2 separate regions of the Mus musculus genome follow, and region 1 is linked to region 2. Evidence: chromatin contacts called from public promoter capture Hi-C data. All regions are on one chromosome and are shown on one strand. The core of a region is the stretch at or near the end of the contact, and the rest is flanking DNA. Distances in the headings are between cores, read along the strand shown. Region 1 holds the start of Ikzf4 (IKAROS family zinc finger 4). Region 2 holds the start of Nxph4 (neurexophilin 4).

What was found. Promoter capture Hi-C pulls out the DNA fragments that hold promoters and counts their contacts.
Region 1: a promoter capture Hi-C map of embryonic stem cells shows a contact between it and region 2, with 6 read pairs. The contact joins the promoter of Ikzf4 here to the promoter of Nxph4 in region 2. A contact is called at or near these places in 2 of 39 promoter capture datasets (both in embryonic stem cells).

Annotation. Positions count from the first base shown.
Region 1 is chr10:128,644,550-128,647,249 of GRCm38.p6, forward strand. It overlaps Ikzf4 (IKAROS family zinc finger 4), which reads right to left and starts at 1,444. Exons shown (of 8, transcript NM_011772.3): 1 at 1,172-1,444. The coding sequence starts at 1,258. It overlaps Gm26876 (predicted gene, 26876), which reads left to right and starts at 1,335. Exons shown (of 2, transcript NR_152728.1): 1 at 1,335-1,371.
Region 2 is chr10:127,533,119-127,535,818 of GRCm38.p6, forward strand. It overlaps Nxph4 (neurexophilin 4), which reads right to left and starts at 1,441. Exons shown (of 2, transcript NM_183297.2): 1 at 1,258-1,441. The coding sequence starts at 1,314.

The DNA of each region.
Region 1 (2,700 bases), core at 194-2,693, 1.1 Mb after region 2:
GGGAAGCTCAGGGACACTGAGGGAAAAGCATTCTTTGTGGCTCTCCCAATGAAGGGCTGGAAACAGGAGAGAAAGGCAGGTGCCTCAAGGCGCACCAGTAACTCCAGAGGCTCTTTGATGCTGCTGTCATCCCTAGGATAAAGGCAAGAGGGAAAACACACTCAAGTCTACTTTCATGGCACTAAAATCTAAGAAGGAATCTCTGTCAAAGGCCAGAGGGTCTTTGTGAGGCTCCAGAGACTTAGACTTCTAGCCTGAGGCTGACGGGGACAAAGTCAGATTTGGGAAACTCATTCGTTTCCCCTCTCAGCCTCGGAAACCCCAGTGAGGGAATTTCAAATGCCTGGGACTTCCAAGAAATCTCAGACTGTCAAAGCCAAGAATTAAGGCTGCTCTCAGGTATCAGAGACATTTTCTTGGTCAAAGCCATCGTAGATTGGCTGAACCTTCTGGGAGCAAAGCTAAATCGTGAGGTCCACAGCAAAGCAACTAGGAGGTGGAGAAAGGGCAGAAAGGCGGGGAAGGGATGGGGAGCAGTCCCACTAAGCTGAGCGGTCTCACACACCGAAAGAGACCGGCCCTCTCCTGGATCCCTTGAGTGGTTGCCTCTGGGGAATAGCCTGGAGCTCTGCAAGCCGCTGCACTTCTCTGAAAGGGATATCTTTCTCCAGCTTTCTCTTCTTGACCATGGGCTCCAGGTGGCAGGATGCTAGCCTGCTATCAGGGACCAGTCAGTGCACGAGCAAAGAAAGACTGCCACCCCCGGCTCTTCTCTATTGTGGGCAGGAGGCTGAGGCCCCTCACATGTCGGTTCCAGGCTGAAGCATCTGCCGTCAAAGCTCTTCTTCCCATCTCAGGTCTTTCTACTCTCCATTCCCACCCAGGCCTGTTTCGGTATTCCACCCCTGGCTGCTCTACCTCTGTCCCCAAGGCCTAATCAAGATGTCACCACAAGCTCCCACTGTCCAAGTCACGGTCTTCGCTTAGCAACACCAAGCACCCTTTCCCATCCTCCCCAAGTGTAAGGAGGAACGCCCCCTCCCCCCCCCCGCTATACACACAGCCCCCGTCCTCTCCCTCTCCTCAGGCTTGGGAGTTGTTACTGAATTGGTTCCCTAGCCCCATCACCCCCCTACCCCCCCTCCGCTAGCCGCCTTCTGCCTGAACTTACATTATCCTTCCCTTGCCGGTGAGACCCTGGGGTGCGAACGCGGCCGCCGCCTTGGAAACGGCGAGGGAGTGCGGGTGGTGTGTGCATGTCTGCGTCTCGGTGGCAGGCAGGGGTGAGCCCAGCCACTCACCTTCCAGGAAGCGTGGATTCCTGGAAGTGAGGGGAACCGCCGTCATTTCGCAGGCAGTGGCAGCCGCACGGTGAGCAGGGGCCCACGGCTGCAGCCGGCAGAACCGCTCAGCCCAGGGTGTATGTGCTGAGAGCCTCGTGTGTATGTGTGTGTGTGTGTGTGTGTGTGTGTGTGTGTGTGTGTGTGAGAGAGAGAGAGAGAGAGAGAGAGAGGGAGAGAGAGGGAGAGAGAGGGAGAGAGAGGGAGAGAGAGGGAGAGAGAGACAGGAGAGAGAGAGAGAGAGAGAGAGAGAGAGAGAGAGAGAGAGAGAGAGAGAGGGAGGGAGGGAGGCGTGGATGCGCTTGGGGAGGGGGCAGGAGAAAACGTACCAGTGTGTGTGTGTGTGTGTGTGTGTGTGTGTGTGCGCGCGCGCGCGCTAGGCTACAGCATCCCTTTTCCAAGACAGTGGAGAGGTGGGAATGGGGGTGCACAGGGAGTGGGGGTGCAGAGGGAGGGTAGGCAGATGTGTTTGCCCTCCTGCCCAACAGACAAAGAGGAGCTACAAAACAAATGCTTGAGAGGGGGGCAAGTGTATGTGTGTGTGGTGTGTGTGTGTGTGTGTGTGTGTGTGTGAGAGAGAGAGAGAGAGAGAGAGAGAGAGAGAGAGAGAGAGAGGAGAGCCGCAGGCTTGTGGGGAGGAGGAAGGGGGTGTCCCAGGGAAGGCCCAATCCTCTGCCAGCTAGGGAAGCCAAGGCCCCACAGGTCATGGGGCCCGGGACACAGGGGCAGCCTCCAGGATCTAGAAGTGGCAGAAGGCTCCTCCCCTAGCAAACTCAGGCTCCTTTCCATCTGCCTCTCCTTCTGACAATCCCCCTTCCCATCACTGACTAGTGGAGATCTGGGACCCTGAGCTTTTTCTAATCCCTGGTTGGGTCTCCCTGTCTTCCCTCTCTCCCGTGCCTCTGGGGCTCTGGCTTCAGGAGTCCTGGATGAATCCTGTCCTCTATCAGGAGAAGGCTCTTGCTCGCTTTCCTTCCAGAGGAACTGTTCACTGCTGAGCTGACCTACTTTGGAAGACTGCATTTTCTGATTCCAAGAATTTGGGATGGGAGGGGCCATGAAACTTTGGGCTGCCAATCCTTGCACCTCTCTCTCCTCAGGTTCTCTTAAATGTTTCAGGGCACCAGGATAAGCTCTGCTCCATTTGATTTGAGCAACTCAGTTTCTGTTTTCAGTGTCTGTGGTGGGTAGGGTGGAAATCTGTGCTGTAAATTAGTGGACTCTCGTTTCCCCCATTTCTTCCCATGGGAATTATCTGTACTTTTAGAAAGGAAGTTGGGGGGCGTGTGCTTTCAGAATCAGGTTCTATGAGATGGTAACATCCCTTAGTAGAACGAGAGGCCTCCTCTCTTTATCAGGT
Region 2 (2,700 bases), core at 191-2,690:
CCATCCATTCGTTCATTCTTTCTTATTTATTTATTTATTTATTTATTGCCCAGTTTCCGTTCTCTCAAGGTCACTAGGCAGATAGGCTTGGGAGAATCCAAGGGCTCTACTAACTGGCTCACTGGGGCAGTGTCTACCCTATTGTAGTTATGAGGACACCACACCAGGCCTGGGGTCCAAGCGTTTTGGAGGAGAATTACTGGTTTCTCTTAAAGACTGGGGATTGAGGTCCAAGAGTGAGGGCTTGTGGAGCCAACTGGTTGCCCTTAAACTGGGTAGGTCATAGTTGAGAAAGGAAGTTGGGGGCAGAGTCTAAACTACCCTTGTGGGTCACACTTCAGGGCACAAATAGATGGCAGTGCTTTGAAGCAGGCACAATCAACCATGCAAAGACAATGTCTCCACCATGGCATGCCAACATAGACATTCACCTTGGGTCCCAGTGCCTGGATTCCCTGGACACATGCATACAAGGGCTGGTTTTAACCCATACACTCCATGTCCGCACTGTGAGCCCATATGGGCTGAAGATCTCAAGGCAAGAGTCGGGCAGGATGAGCTCTGGGCCCTTTTAGCCTTTGGGTCTTCACCCAGAAACCCCAGGAAAAGAGACAGTGAGAAGGGTGGGGGCAGGAAGGAGATGTAAGGAGAGACTCCCCTCCCAGACAACAACCACCAGGCGTGAGAGGGGGGTGTGTCTGTGAGGTTATGCAGGGGAGATGGTGTCTCCGCGGGAAATGGGATGGAAGATTGTAGCCAAGTTCAGCCCTGCTGGTGTGGGTCCGTGTAAGCGCGTGTGCCTGGATAATGTATGCTCGGATCGCAGAGCTTACCTGGCATTGTGACAAGGAGAAGAGGAATGGGAAGGTGGAGGGTGAGAGGTGGAAGGACAGACAGACAGACAGAGGGAGGCAAGCGAGGTAGGTGCGGAAAGAAGGCTAGGCTAACACCCGCTGGCTTGTCTGTCTGTCTCGCACTCCTTCTCTGTCTGGCGCACTCGCGGGTCGCGCTTCGTCCCCTCCCCCCGTCGCGCCTGAATCCGACTGGAGCCGGGCCTCCACCCTGCACCTTCTTCTAACCCTCAGCCAACTTGCTGGGTGCATGCCAGTCCTAAAGCGGGCAGTCTGTCTGTCCACGTCCCCCACGACGCACAAAGTTGGGACGCTTAGTCCTGGGGGCGGGGCGGACGCGCGGAGCCCCCTGGCATGCAGTGTTCTTCGTGTCCCGGACCCCGCACCTTGGCTCTGCCACCCTTACCTTCCTAAGGAGCCAAGGACCAAAGAGCAAGAGGAGCCATTCCGGGAGCAGCCGCATCTTCCCGAGCGGTCGAGCGGGTCGGGCAGGGCGGGTCCCGAGTCCGGCAGGACTGGGCTCAGGGTGAGGGACGCCGGGCAGAGGGCGGCGGCGCGAGCAGCGGGAGCGGGCGGCTCGGCCCGCGGACTGAGCGCGGAGCGGAGCAAGGCGCTGGGGGCGGGGCGCGGGCGGGGGAGAAAGTTGGGTCTGAGTCGGGCGGGCGGGGTGGGGGGGCGGGGCTCCGCGGTGCTCCAATCCCGGCCGCGCCCCGCGCGCCCCCTCCCGCCCAGCTGGGGGCAAGGAAGGTGACTTTCACCGTGACACACCCTGGACACACCCCTGGCTCAGGTGTGAAGCTGGAGAGGGGCAAGGGGTTTGGGGAGCAGCACCCCAAAGACGCCAGGTCTTGGGGCAGATGAGGGCTACAATAGGGCGTGGGACTCTAGGCCCTGAACTGTGAGCGGGAAGGGGTCGTCGCGGAGCATGAGTTCCCATACACAGGCTAGGGAACGCAGCAGGACCCTGTCCTGTGATGCCCGAGGTGGATGGGTGGGGGGTGTTTCTATAATCCTGGCAGAGGTAGGTCTAGGGCAGTGATCCGGACAGGGACCGAGGTGAGGGCGGGCGGGGCCTCGGGCGACTAGCACTGAGCGCGGCGCTGACGGGGATGGATGGGCGCCCCGCGGCTCATTCGGCCTGGAGATGAGAATCATTGATCACGGACGGAAACCCCATCACGTCTGTCAATAGGGCTGACAAACGGCGCCCGCCGCCCTGTCCCCGCCCCGCGGCACCTCTGCGGCCCCCGGACCCCTTGGCTAAACCGGCTCTTTTAAGTTAGCCCCTGATCCGCACTGTTGACCCTGGCCTGATCCAGAGCACCCTTGTTTGGTGCTAGGCAGGAAGTCCTCAGTGCCTTCTGCCCCTCTTGGTACGAGCCCTGTGCTTTCTCTCCCACAATCCCATCTTCCACTCTCAGCTCTTCTCATCCCGTCCCCTTCCCTGTCTATCTCTGTCCTTGTCTCTCTCTGTCCCCAGCTCCAGCACGGTCTCTGTTCTCATCCTCAGGGCTGTTTCTTCGTGTTTCCTCCTCCCACTGGTCTTTCTCTCTCTCCCCTACCCAGGGAGTCTTCAGCTGTCAGCTGTTGCTATGCGCTGTGTCTGAGGCTGAGTAGGTAGTATGACCAACACCTAGACAGCAAGAGATAGGACCATGCAAAGAGATGAAGAGACAGACACACATCCCAAGGTGTGTCTCCAGTCTTACCCCACTGTAATAGTACCCTGCTACACTGTAGCAGTGAGGCCACTTCACATACAGACCAGCATACACAGAGGCACATAAGCACACAGAGACGGACACACATGATTTATACACACAGTAGCATACAGTGATATACAGAAACA